3 separate regions of the Mus musculus genome follow, and all the other regions are linked to region 1. The links are chromatin contacts, called in public HiChIP or PLAC-seq maps. All regions are on one chromosome and are shown on one strand. Each heading gives the region's core, a stretch centred on a gene start, on an enhancer-like site or on the middle of the called end of the contact. The rest is flanking DNA. Distances are from core to core; before and after follow the strand shown. Region 1 overlaps Inpp4b (inositol polyphosphate-4-phosphatase, type II). Region 2 overlaps Inpp4b (inositol polyphosphate-4-phosphatase, type II). Region 3 overlaps Inpp4b (inositol polyphosphate-4-phosphatase, type II).

What was found. HiChIP or PLAC-seq counts read pairs in DNA pulled down with a chosen protein or histone mark.
Region 2: a contact with region 1 is called in a BATF HiChIP or PLAC-seq map of CD8 T cells, with 14 read pairs. The contact joins two enhancer-like sites. A contact is called at or near these places in 1 of 15 datasets of contacts at CTCF or cohesin (CD8 T cells), 1 of 484 Hi-C or Micro-C datasets (bone marrow-derived macrophages), 3 of 115 datasets of contacts at active chromatin or transcription factors (CD8 T cells, a beta-TC-6 cell line and memory CD8 T cells) and 1 of 9 other capture datasets (liver).
Region 3: a BATF HiChIP or PLAC-seq map of CD8 T cells shows a contact between it and region 1, with 28 read pairs. The contact joins two enhancer-like sites. A contact is called at or near these places in 2 of 15 datasets of contacts at CTCF or cohesin (CD8 T cells and the NIH/3T3 cell line), 1 of 484 Hi-C or Micro-C datasets (CD4 T cells), 2 of 115 datasets of contacts at active chromatin or transcription factors (CD8 T cells and Th17 cells) and 1 of 9 other capture datasets (liver).

Annotation. Positions count from the first base shown.
Region 1 is chr8:81,700,383-81,704,329 of GRCm38.p6, reverse strand. The region is part of intron 2 of Inpp4b (inositol polyphosphate-4-phosphatase, type II); the gene reads right to left. Among named protein-coding and RNA genes, the nearest start is that of Gm51582, 360 kb to the right of the region's middle. Within about 2 kb of position 2,114, at least 26 of the 459 cell types and tissues checked have an H3K27ac peak or open chromatin away from gene starts, as enhancers often do. A contact at or near this core is called in CD8 T cells and Th17 cells, where this site is marked.
Region 2 is chr8:81,805,930-81,809,876 of GRCm38.p6, reverse strand. The region is part of intron 7 of Inpp4b (inositol polyphosphate-4-phosphatase, type II); the gene reads right to left. Among named protein-coding and RNA genes, the nearest start is that of Gm25267, 340 kb to the left of the region's middle. Within about 2 kb of position 2,111, at least 36 of the 459 cell types and tissues checked have an H3K27ac peak or open chromatin away from gene starts, as enhancers often do. A contact at or near this core is called in CD8 T cells, where this site is marked.
Region 3 is chr8:81,634,515-81,638,461 of GRCm38.p6, reverse strand. The region is part of intron 2 of Inpp4b (inositol polyphosphate-4-phosphatase, type II); the gene reads right to left. Among named protein-coding and RNA genes, the nearest start is that of Gm51582, 290 kb to the right of the region's middle. Within about 2 kb of position 2,076, at least 33 of the 459 cell types and tissues checked have an H3K27ac peak or open chromatin away from gene starts, as enhancers often do. A contact at or near this core is called in CD8 T cells and Th17 cells, where this site is marked.

The sequences.
Region 1 (3,947 bases), core at 865-3,364:
GCATTGCCAAAAATCACCTGGTTTTCCATATTGAGCCAAAACACATTTCTGAAATGTTCTTTTGGTGATTATGAACATTCTTTACTACCCAGCTGAGATGCTCAGTTCTTAAACCTCTGGGTTAGCTTTCCTGCTCAGGAGATGTTCAGATACATGCTTCTACACCAAACCACAGTTTCCTGGGTAATGTGTTACTCTAAAGCAGAGATGGACGGTTCCATAGTCTCTCTGCCTCTTCAGAGCTTGGATTCATCACTTCTTTGATACATGAGAAGTAAACAAATTTTCTGCTGTTCCTGGGTTCTAACTTCAAAAGAAATTTGGAATCCAATACAACATACCAAGATTTAAACTGAGGAAAACAAAACTTTCCAATTTTATTTACTTTTTCCTTGAAGCAGGTAGCCAGATATAAAAACAAAACCTAGAGTATTGTTGCCCACTAAATCTTCTATCTGATCCGAAGATACTTAAACTTGGATAACTTGTTTTCTAATAAAGATTAGAAGTCTTAAGTTGTTGATCATGGGAAATAAAAACCCCTAAGAAGGAAGTGGTTAGTTAGTGAGGTTGATTCTCAGTCTAGCAATTTTAAGACTTGTAAAGTCAAAGTGTAGAAGCCACTTTAGCAATAATGTAGAAAGATGTGATGCCCATCTAGTAGTGCTCTACTAACATGGCAAAGCCATGGATAGGATCTGTAGGACCAACTGTATAAAGTATTAGCTTACTCATTTCCTCCTAAATTTTATGACATTTGGTGGTGTGTGTGTGTGTGTGTGTGTGTGTGTGTGTGTGTGTGTTTGTGTTTGTGTGTGTACATATGGATATTTCTGTGTGTTTGGGCACATGGAGATCAGAGGAGAATTTGCAGATTCTGTTCTCTCAATTCTGTGGTTTTCAGGGATCAATCTCAGGCTTAGTTGAGATCAAGTACCTTTACACACTGAGCTTTCTAACTGGCCCAACGATATCTAAAATGTGGTAATGTTTTCTAATAAAGATTAGAACTCAAGTCATTGATCATGTGAAATATAAACCTACAAGCTACTGATCAACATTATTTTATTTAAGCCCTGATTTCCTTTCCATCAATAAGTGGAAGTGTCAAATGAAGTGGCCAGCAGAAGTTTGATGTCATGATTCTTCTGATTATCACTCCAGGTGTGGATTTTGTTCTGTGGTTGAAAACCAACAGATGCATCTTCTGTATGCTAAATATTTCAATACTTATTTTGATGTTCTTATTTCAAATAAGAGCTGCCCTACCTAAAATTAGGCAAAGCTTGCATAGTCATCATTGAAGGCACATGTTGACTTCTAGCTGGCCCCAGATACACTTACTGAACAGTATTTATTTCTTCCATTATCTGGGTAGTACCGTGTTTTGTGATAGTTAACTTTGAAAGTTTAGTCACTTAAGCTCTTTACTCAAGAATCTAATTTGGTGTGTAAAGGGAACATGCAGGTGAAGAAGGAATCTGCTTAATGAAATCCTTCAGAAACCTAGTGACACACACACACACACACTCTGCATATCACCTGAAGAGTACTTAGTCACCCGTGCATCCAGTAGAGAGATGAAGGGTGAGACAGACTGGGCATTTACTGGCCAATGTTGGGTATTTCCAATAGTTCAGTTGAGAGGCAAGAAATACGAGGCTGAGAATATGTATTATAATTCTAAAAGAGGGACAGGATCTCTGAAAAGTAGCTGTCTATCTCTCATCACAATGCATTTATGATACTCAACTGGTCCATGGCAGGCACCAGGCATATGCCTGGACCAGAGCTGGATATCTCCATAAGGAAGTACACAAAGGGCTTTCATAAAACTGTATGTGAGATACATAAAAACTAAAGACAATCAGGAAAGTATGATAACTACAAGCAGTTAACACAGCTTGGACAACATAAATCAGTGATCCAAAAGGAAAGATCCTCTTCCCAAGAATATTATTTCCATTATCATATAAATAAAAATAAACTGCTTCACACAAGTTCATCTGAGATGTTAAGCAGCTGCCCATTTCTAGTCCTCATTGGTTCTCTGCATGGAATCAGCCTTGTTTTGTGGTTTCTCACATCCTCTCTGTGAACACTGCATCATCTTTGACCTGCTGACATTTCACCAGCTCACTGGAAGTCTTTTATACATCACAGAGAAACCGCTTCCCTTGTATCCTTTTAGAATTAAATTATTTATGATATGGTGGCTTGTGATACTGTGCTTTGTTAATATATCTATTAACTTTTAACTTTTTGATACCATGTCTTTATATAAGGAAATCATTGCCATTTATTTAGGGAGTAAGGGAACATGTAAAGAGAATTTATAAAATAAGGTATATGTTTTTGAAAAACACTGCACACCATTATTATGTGAACAATGAAGATTCAGTAAAATCAGCATGAGTGTGATACTTTTCTGGAAATCTCCCAACTTCATCAAACTTAGAGAAGAAGGCACCTCTGAGCTAAAAACTGTTAAGTCACATTTCAGTCAAAAATACAACTAGGTCATCCCCCTGAACATAAGCCAACAGGCACATGATTAGCACTGGGAAGTTAAGGAAGGTGGACATCCACTTCCTCCAAACATTTAAAGCTGGCTCAGGAGAGGTCATGGGCTTTATCTCATGTGCTCTAGTGCATAGAAGACACTAGAACAAAAAGCTCTCTGAGACACAAAGCAGCAATCCTTCTGATGGCATTAGTCTCTGCATCCTTTTCATGGTGAGAAAAATAAGAGAGATAGTTAAACATTAGAAAAAAAATAATAAGACAATACATGGATGTTAATAAAGAAGTAATTTTAAATTAAAATATTTAAGAGCCTGTGTAGGAATTATGATGACTGTATGAAATATGCTGAAAAAATTACACATTAAAACCAAACTACAATCATGACTAATAGAGGGAAACAAAAATATCATTATATCAGGAAAAGCACATAGGCTTTGCTTAAAGTTCAACCAGCCTTATCAACTATGAGATAATACTGTATAAACATGAAATTTTAGCACTTCAAACTGGACAAATTTCCTGGACAATGGTTAAATGTCATCAATCTAATCTCATGAACTGGCTCATGTTAACACCTTGACTCCAATCTATTGAAAGTTGAGCAGAGTACCATTTTTACAATATTTTTATTTTATTTTTTTTAAGTCTTTTTTTTCCATTTTTATTAGGTATTTAGCTCATTTACATTTCCAATGCTATACCAAAAGTCCCCCATACCCACCCACCCCAACTCCCCTACCCACCCACTCCCCCTATTTGGCCCTGGCGTTCCCCTGTACTGGGGCATATGAAGTTTGCATGTCCAATGGGCCTCTCTTTCCAGTGATGGCCAACTAGGCCATCTTTTGATACATATGCAGCTAGAGTCAAGAGCTCCGGGGTACTGGTTAGTTCATAATGTTGTTCCACCTATAGGGTTGCAGATCCCTTTAGCTCCTTGGGTACTTTCTCTAGCTCCTCCATTGGGAGCCCTGTGATCCATCCATTAGCTGACTGTGAGCATCCACTTCTGTGTTTGCTAGGCCCCGGCATAGTCTCACAAGAGACAGCTACATCTGGGTCCTTTCGATAAGAAATATTTTTAAAACAAGCTTTTTCAATTAACCAAGGGGAAGAAGTCAGTTGGAGTTTCTAGGAGACCTATAGTGATCTTTGGTCAAAACTCACCTGAAAAGGCCTAGTCAAATGATTCCCAGTCATAGTGGGAGTTAAAGACAGACAGAAACCTGGAGCTTTCTTGCCATCAGGGTTAGCATGATTGGTGAGTTCAATCGTATCTGCATCCTGCTTTTTACTGTAACTCTCCCAATTCTACCTCCATACATATCCCTAACTTCATATCCTCTTTTATTTTATAAAGAACCTGTCCCATCCAATTTGTACAGCCTATATACTCCTGAATATGGGGATTTCTACTAATG
Region 2 (3,947 bases), core at 862-3,361, 110 kb before region 1:
AGATGTTCCAACTTGTAATAAGGACACATGCTCCACTATGTTCATAGCAGCCTTATTTATAATAGCCAGAAGCTGGAAAGAACCCAGATGCCCCTCAACAGAGGAATAGATACAGAAAATGTAGTACATTTACACAATGGAGTACTACTCAGCTATTAAAAACAATGGACTTATGAAATATTAACACAAATAGATGGATCTGGAGGATATCATCTAAAGTGAGGTAACCCAATCACAAAAGAACACACATGATATGCACTCACTGAAAATTGGATATTAGCCCAGAAGCTCATAACACCCAAGATAAAATTCATAAACCACTTGAAACTCAAGAAGAAGGAAGACCAAAGTGTGGATACTTTAATTCCTCTTAGAAGGAGGAACAAAATACCCATGGAAGGAGTTACAGAGACAAAGTCTGAAGCAGAGACTGAAGGAATGACCACCCAGAGACTACCCCACCTGGGAATCCATCCCATAAACAACCACCAAACCCAGACACTATTGCGGATGCCAACAAGAGCTTGCTGACAGGAGACTGATAAAGCTATCTCCTGAGAGGCTCTGCCAGTACCTGACAAATACAGAAGTGGATGCTCAAAGCCATCCATTGGACAGAGCACAGGGTCCCCATGAAGGAGCTAGAGAAAGGACCCAAGAAGCTGAAAGGGTTTTGCAGCCCTATAGGGGGAACAATATGAACTAACCAGTACCCCCAGAGCTCCTTGGAACTAAACCACCAATCAACGAAAACACATGGTGGAACTTGTGGCTTTAGCTGCATATGTAGCAGAGGATGGCCTAGTTGGTCATCAATGCAAGAAGAGGCCCTTGGTCCTGTGAAGATTCTATGCCCCAGTATAGGGGAATGCCAGGGCCAGGAAGCAGGAGTGAGTGGGTTGGGGAGCAGGGATCTGATAGGGGGTTTCTGGAGGGAAAACCAGGAAAGGGGATAACATTTGAAATGTAAATAAAGAAATTTAATAATAATAATAGTAATAATAATAATAATAAACGGAAGCAGACATGGAAGTGTACAGCAAGAAGGGAAGCAGACATGGAAGTGATCAATAAGAATGGAAGCAGACACTCCTTTCTTATGGGGTACTCAGTCCAGCTCTCCAGAGAGGGGTTTCCTTACTCTGCTTGGCCAAGCAATGTACTTCTCTTTCTTCTTGTCTGTTCAGTGACTCTGCTTGTAAAGGCTGCTTTGTGTGCTTATAAATTACAGGAATTCCTGCACAGCACAGTGGGAGACAATGGTCAAAGCCTAATCAAGTTGGTGAAAGTGTCACAAATACTTCCTCAGTGGCTCTTGGCAACTAGTGACAGGAAGACAACCAAAGAAAGTAAAAGCAGAGACATGAGCCCTTTCTCTTCTTTCCACAACATCAGAATTGACACGGGGGAAATTAAAGTTGCAATTATATTTGTATTGCTTATGCTGTATGAATATGTTAAGACATGTTTTGTATGTTATGAATACAAATTTTTATTTTAAAAATAAATTTTAATATATTCAATTAATATATGCACAATCTCATGTGTGCATATATTAGCACATGTATACACTATACTATACATTTTTCCAACCATATGTTTATGACTCACCAATATATCTTTTTCACATTTATTTAGTTTATGTATGTAGTAGTGATGCTTATATCATGGTCCATATATGAAAGTTGGAGGACAAATTATGGGAGTTGGTTCCCTCCTTTGACCATGTAGGACCTAGGGGTGGAACTCGGGCTCTTGAGCTTGGTGGTAAGAGCATTATCAGGCTTAGTCACCTTGCCTACTCCAATAAGTGGGAAAATTGGTATCCTATTTAAAATCCTAGTTAAATACTGAAACTCCTTTTGGGGGCTAATGGCACACAATAGACAGAAATCAAAAGAGGATAAAAAAGAAACAAAATAAAACAAATGTTTCTGCTTCTCTTCTTTATTCGTTTTCAATGAGATGGCTCTGAAAGTGTAAACTGATTTTATAACACCAATATCATCACAATCTGTCGTTGAGAGATGTTAGCAAGTGAGAGCTTCCAAGGTGCCCCTGTGTACTGGTGAGTGGAATTTCCTGCCGGAAGCCGTTTCTCACAGCAGTCATGCGCTCAGTTGTGCATGGCAGCTTTTGCTGACAAGCAGCCTATTGAGTTATGAATGTGCTGTCTGGGAAATCCATAGCATCGTGTCTCCCCATCACTCAGGTAATTAAACTTTATCACTCCACTTTAGAGAGTCCCTGTACACTGAATCACTAATGCTCAGAGCTCTACCCAAAAACACATACTAATAATTTAAAAGTGGAGTTAGGAGAGATGGCTCATTGGTAAAGTAGATGCTACAGGAGCATGGGGACCTGAGTGCAGATCCCCAGGACTCATGCCTGTGTGAGGATTCATGACTGTAAGCCCAGTGGAGAAGATCCAACAGGCAGATAACCGCACCCATCTGAGAGGCCAGAATGAGAGGCCAGAATGGATATGCGTCAGGTTCAGTGAGCAACTTTCAAATCACAAAGGGGTAAAGACACTAGACATTGGCTTCTGGCATCCACAAGCTCACACACACACACACACACACACACACACACACACACACACACACACACACACACACACACCACTACTTCTACTACTAAATACTAAATTATGTTAAGCATAATACTTTAATATTTTATGAATGTGGTGCAACTGTGAACATTTTAACATTATCCTTCAAAAGTTTGAGGGTATTAAGTAGGGCTTACAGTAGCATATTTATCATTAAATTGTCAAGGCTGAAAACACTAGCATTGCTATATATAATACAGCATCTCTAATTGGCAAGTGTGTGTTAGCCTCTAGGGGGAGCTCCAGGCTCTTCTCCTCCCTGTTCCTGAAGTAAGGACAGGGCAGAGAGAGGAGGAGGGAGAGAGGGGGAAGTTTGACCTGACTGGTCAGATGTTATGACACTGTAGGGACTGTGTTTGCAGGACTGGGCCTTTCAGTGGCCTTAAGAAGTCAATCTAGCAACTATGGCTCACAGACTCCATTCCTTCCATGTAGCAACCATACCTAACCAGCACCCCATATTACCCCCATTCTCTGTCCCTGTCTCTCTCTAGTACACACACACACACACACACACACACACACACACACACACACACACACACACACACACACAGAGAGAGAAAGAGAGAGAGAGAGAGAGAGAGAGAGAGAGAGAGAGAGAGAGAGAGAGAGAGACTTTGGGTGTTTCTGGTGAACTGGCCATGGTATTTAAACACACTAGCTCTAATTCTTTCTCAATTAGTATATTATGATATGTGAACATCATAGAATATCATTTTGCATGCATTTTCTTACTCTCAAAATCCCACTTTCTTTGATATATGGTTTCTGATGTGTCCCTAAGTACAGAGCTCTGTGCATCTTTATTTGCAACAATTTATTGTCAATGAAATTTCTTTCCAAATCAACTTGTATTTAATAAGTCAAGTCATTTCTCTACTATGTGATTTAATTAGTGTATTGTAGCTAAGGTCACAGAACAAAACCTAAATGCTACAGCAAGCATATAAAAATTCAAGAAAGATGCATTTGATTTTTCAAAATCCCCAAACCACCCAAATAGAAATCTCACCAGTGAAGTCCCATCTGCTAAATGTACTCTGGCATGTTGTTCACCATGGGCCACAAGCACATGTTGTTCACCATGGGCCACAAGCTCCCTCGGAGCTGTGGGGTTTGGTCTCAGCAAATATGGACACTGATTCTTACACCTACCAACTCATAGGGTGCTTAGACACCTTGCATAAATCATTGTCCTTCTGAGCCAGCTGCATATCTTCTTGCATATATTCTATGTGGTAATTAGGCACATATTTGGAAGGCACAGCGCATCCTTGCAAAAAAAAAAAGGAACAGGACTTTCAAAACAAACACAAACACTCACACA
Region 3 (3,947 bases), core at 827-3,326, 66 kb after region 1:
AATTGGGCAAGTTCTTTAAACACCATGTTTTATTTTGGACTCTTCTGTCTCTTTAAATGCAAGGCCTCCTGTGCAGGTTTGGATAGGTATGGTCTGGAAAGACTCATGTGTTTGAATGCTTGGCCCACACATAAATACACCACTAAAAGGTGTTTCCTTTTTGGAGTAGGTGTGGCCTCATTGAAGGAAGTGCATCATAGTGGGAGTGGGCTTTGGGGTACTATGCTTAGGCTTCACCCAGTGTGGAAGAGTCAGTCCTCCCCTGGCTGTCTTTGGATCAAGATGTAAAACTCTCAGCTCTTTCTCCAGCACCACGTTTGCCTGCACGATGCCATGCTTCCCACCATGATGATACTGTAAGCCAGCCCCAATTAAATGTTGTCCTTTATAAGAGTTGCCTTGGTTATGGTGTCTCTTTACAACAATGGAAACCCTAATTAAGACAGCTCCTTATATCTAAAACTCTGATTCTGTATTTGTCATTATGGGAATTGAAGACGATTACAAATATCATTTTTAAGAATAAGTATTCACTACACTTCTCCTCGTAGTTTTGGAAACACAGTAAAAAACAACACAAGAGAGGTGACTAACCAAGCAAGGTCCTGACTGATAAGAGACACCTGCTCTGGGGTACTGGTTAGTTCATATTGTTGTTCCACCTATAGGGTTGCAGACCCCTTTAGCTACTTGGGTACTTTCTCTAGCTCCTCCATTGGGGGCCCTGTGTTCCATCCAGTAGCTGACTGTGAGCATCCACTTCTGTGTTTGCCAGGTACCAGCATAGCCTCACAAGAGACAGCTATATCAGAGTCCTTTCAGCAAAATCTTGCTGGCATATTGCAATGGTGTCTGCTTTTGGAGGCTGATTATGGGTCTCTAGCTGCATATGTAGCAGAAGATGGCCTAGTCAGCCATCATTGGGAAGAGAGGTCCCTTGGTCTTGAAAACTTTATATTCCCCAGTACAGGGGAACACCAGGGCCAAGAAATGGGAGTGGGTGGGTAGGGGAGGGTGGTATGGGGGACTTTCAGGATAGCATTTGAAATGCAAATGAATAAAATACCTAATAAAAATGGAATGAAAAAGAGAGAGATAGCTGCTGCCCACTTTGGCTCTAAGGAAAAAGAGTCATGGGACATAGAGAGTCTTGGTAACTCTCCTCTCTATAAAAGTCTATGAAAATTCCCTCAATAAACATGTTTTTTCCAAAGTACATAATATACTAGCTCACCTATAATTTTGAAAATATATTATTTTGCTTCCATAGTTGCTCCTTTATCTAAAAATTTATTGTATCTACTCCAAAACTCAGCCAAAATAATAAATCTTTCTGCCCAACCCTAGGAATGACTCAGTACATAAATAATATTATATGTGGCTTTGGATGTATGAAACTTCATCTTCCTTGATTTTGTTTTTCTATGTAAGGCATAAAATGAAACTTAACATACAATATAATAAATAGTTTGTTTTGAGTAAGAATATTTTTTTCAAAACCAATAATTCTGTCCTTACCTTTCATAAGTTTTAATTTTTGTTGTTTTTCATGAAATTTGGAAGGCTAACTTTATATTACATTTGTGTTCCTATCTGTTGTCAGGCAATCTAAGCTTTGTTGTTGCCACAGACAGCAGACGGGCAAGCATTATTTATCCACTGACTTTGAAATGAGCAATGGCTTGACTTCAAACATTTATTTTATTGGCCAAGTACCTCAGGGTAGGGCCTTTCCTCATTTGTTGTTTGCATATACATTCTCTGGTGATGTTAAGGAAGCAAAAGGTCTAAGTCAAATGTTATTCTTAGAATCAAAACTCATGTTCATAATATGTGTGGCTGGCATTCAATACTTAGTGTCTTACATTACATGACACTGAAACAAAAAAATTTACGTACTTAAAATAATCTATTTACACCTTTGTTAACTGATCTAAATGTTAGCAACCATTATCAGATAGCTAGATATGCAGTTTTATTGAAACCAAGTTACTGCTTATTCTAGCTTCAACTGTCAACTTCACACACACTTGATTTCTCAGAAGGGAAACACAGCTGGGGAATTCCCTAGACCAAATTGGCCTGTAACCATGTGGGTGGGGGATTGTCTTGATTTCTAACTGGCAATGGAGAGCTCAGCCCTCTGTGGGTGTTATAATTTTTTGGACAGGAGGTCCTGAGCTGTATGAGGAAGCCAGCTGAGGATGAGCCTCCATGAGTCAAGAAGCACCTTTCCCCTGGAGTTTCTGCTGTACTCACTTGGATGCGCTTTAGTTACCTAGTCCAGAGAAACACTGCATAAAATAGAAAGTAGGCTTGACTTTGATTTCCTGCCTGGACTTCCAGCAGTGATGGACTATGACCTGACAACATAAATCAAATAGAAGCTTTTACCTACTAAGTTACTTTTGGTCAAAGTGCCTTATCCCAGCTACAGAAATGAGATAGACCCTGTTTTAATGTGCAATTTAAAGTTGTGGTCATTGGCCTTTGCCCAAAATTGAAATGACTCTTTAGAAGCATGAGAATGTTGCTGCTAGTTGAGTTTGATTATGCTTATCAGCAAAAAGTGGAAAGATAATTGAACTGCATTTATAACACACACACACATACACACACAAGCACACAGACAAACATACACACACACACACACACACACACACACGGCCTTGGACATCCACTTTGAGCATATCCAGACTCCCCTCAGCACACTATGTATTTGTTCTGTGATGTGATTTGTTCTGTTCCACTTGTAGTCCCCACATTTTATACAGATTTACTGTAGGGTTGTGCTAAAATGCATGCACTTAACAACTGTGATCAACTTTTAACAAGTAGTGACTACTCACATTGGGTATGTCTCCTGCTCTGTTTCCTCACACACTGATTTTGTCTTGTAACCAGGGACCACTGAACAGTTGCATAGAGGTTGTGTTATAATGTAAGTGACAACATTGCCATGTTGGCTAATATTTTTAAAGTTTTAAAAGAAGTGATCAAGTCAATAACACTTAAATATCAGGACAATGAGTGTAGTCCATAGATTGTGCAGGAAAATGCAAGTAGTAAATTTTGACTAAAATTGGCGAGTTCTGAGTCATCACTGGTTCTGAAGGTGATGGCAATGGGCAGTGGGAGAAATAGGTTCTTATTGCAATGAGAGAGTGGAGTGATAGGGTCCTTAAAGGAAGTCCAGCATACTCACCTTGTACAGAGACTGGAGAACTACATACAAGATGTTGCTCTCATGAACAATGGAAAAAATTACCAGTGGAAAGAAGAGAGAAGCAGGCATGGGGGAGAATGCCTACCAAGCCTTAGCAACTAGCTATTAGCTGAAAATGCAGGAGGAAATTAAAGCAGCTCTCTAATTGAAGAATTGTTTCCAAATAGCTTCAAAATCACTCCAAATAAATACTTCAAATTATTTCATAATTTACCAATAAAATTTGAAGAAAATAGTATAAAACTGAATTGGGTACAAGTTTAAGATGGAACCATTCTTTTAAAAAAATGTATCATTTTTATGACCTTCTATCAACTTTAAACCACACTGGAATATCTTTCTGTATACTTAAACAAAATCTAAACAACACCATTCTCATCTGAAACTGAGGATTTTGCAAAACAGAACTGTTCACTGCACATGACCTTTACACGATAGGAAGCAAATAGCACAGCTTGGTCTTGATTGCTAATCATCCACTCAGCCCTTACATAAGTGGTGTGCTATACTCCTTCTTTGTGATCATTATTTTTTAAACACTGAACATACTCAATACCCACTGCTAAATTGATTAAATCTACATGGCACGAAGGGCAGCCAACAATCTGGAGTGTTTTTAAAAATGGGGATTCATTAAAAATTATTTATTGCAAATTCTATGACAGGAATCAACAAAAAATAATGTTGACATTCTAGCTATGATCTAGAGAATTCATCAGCA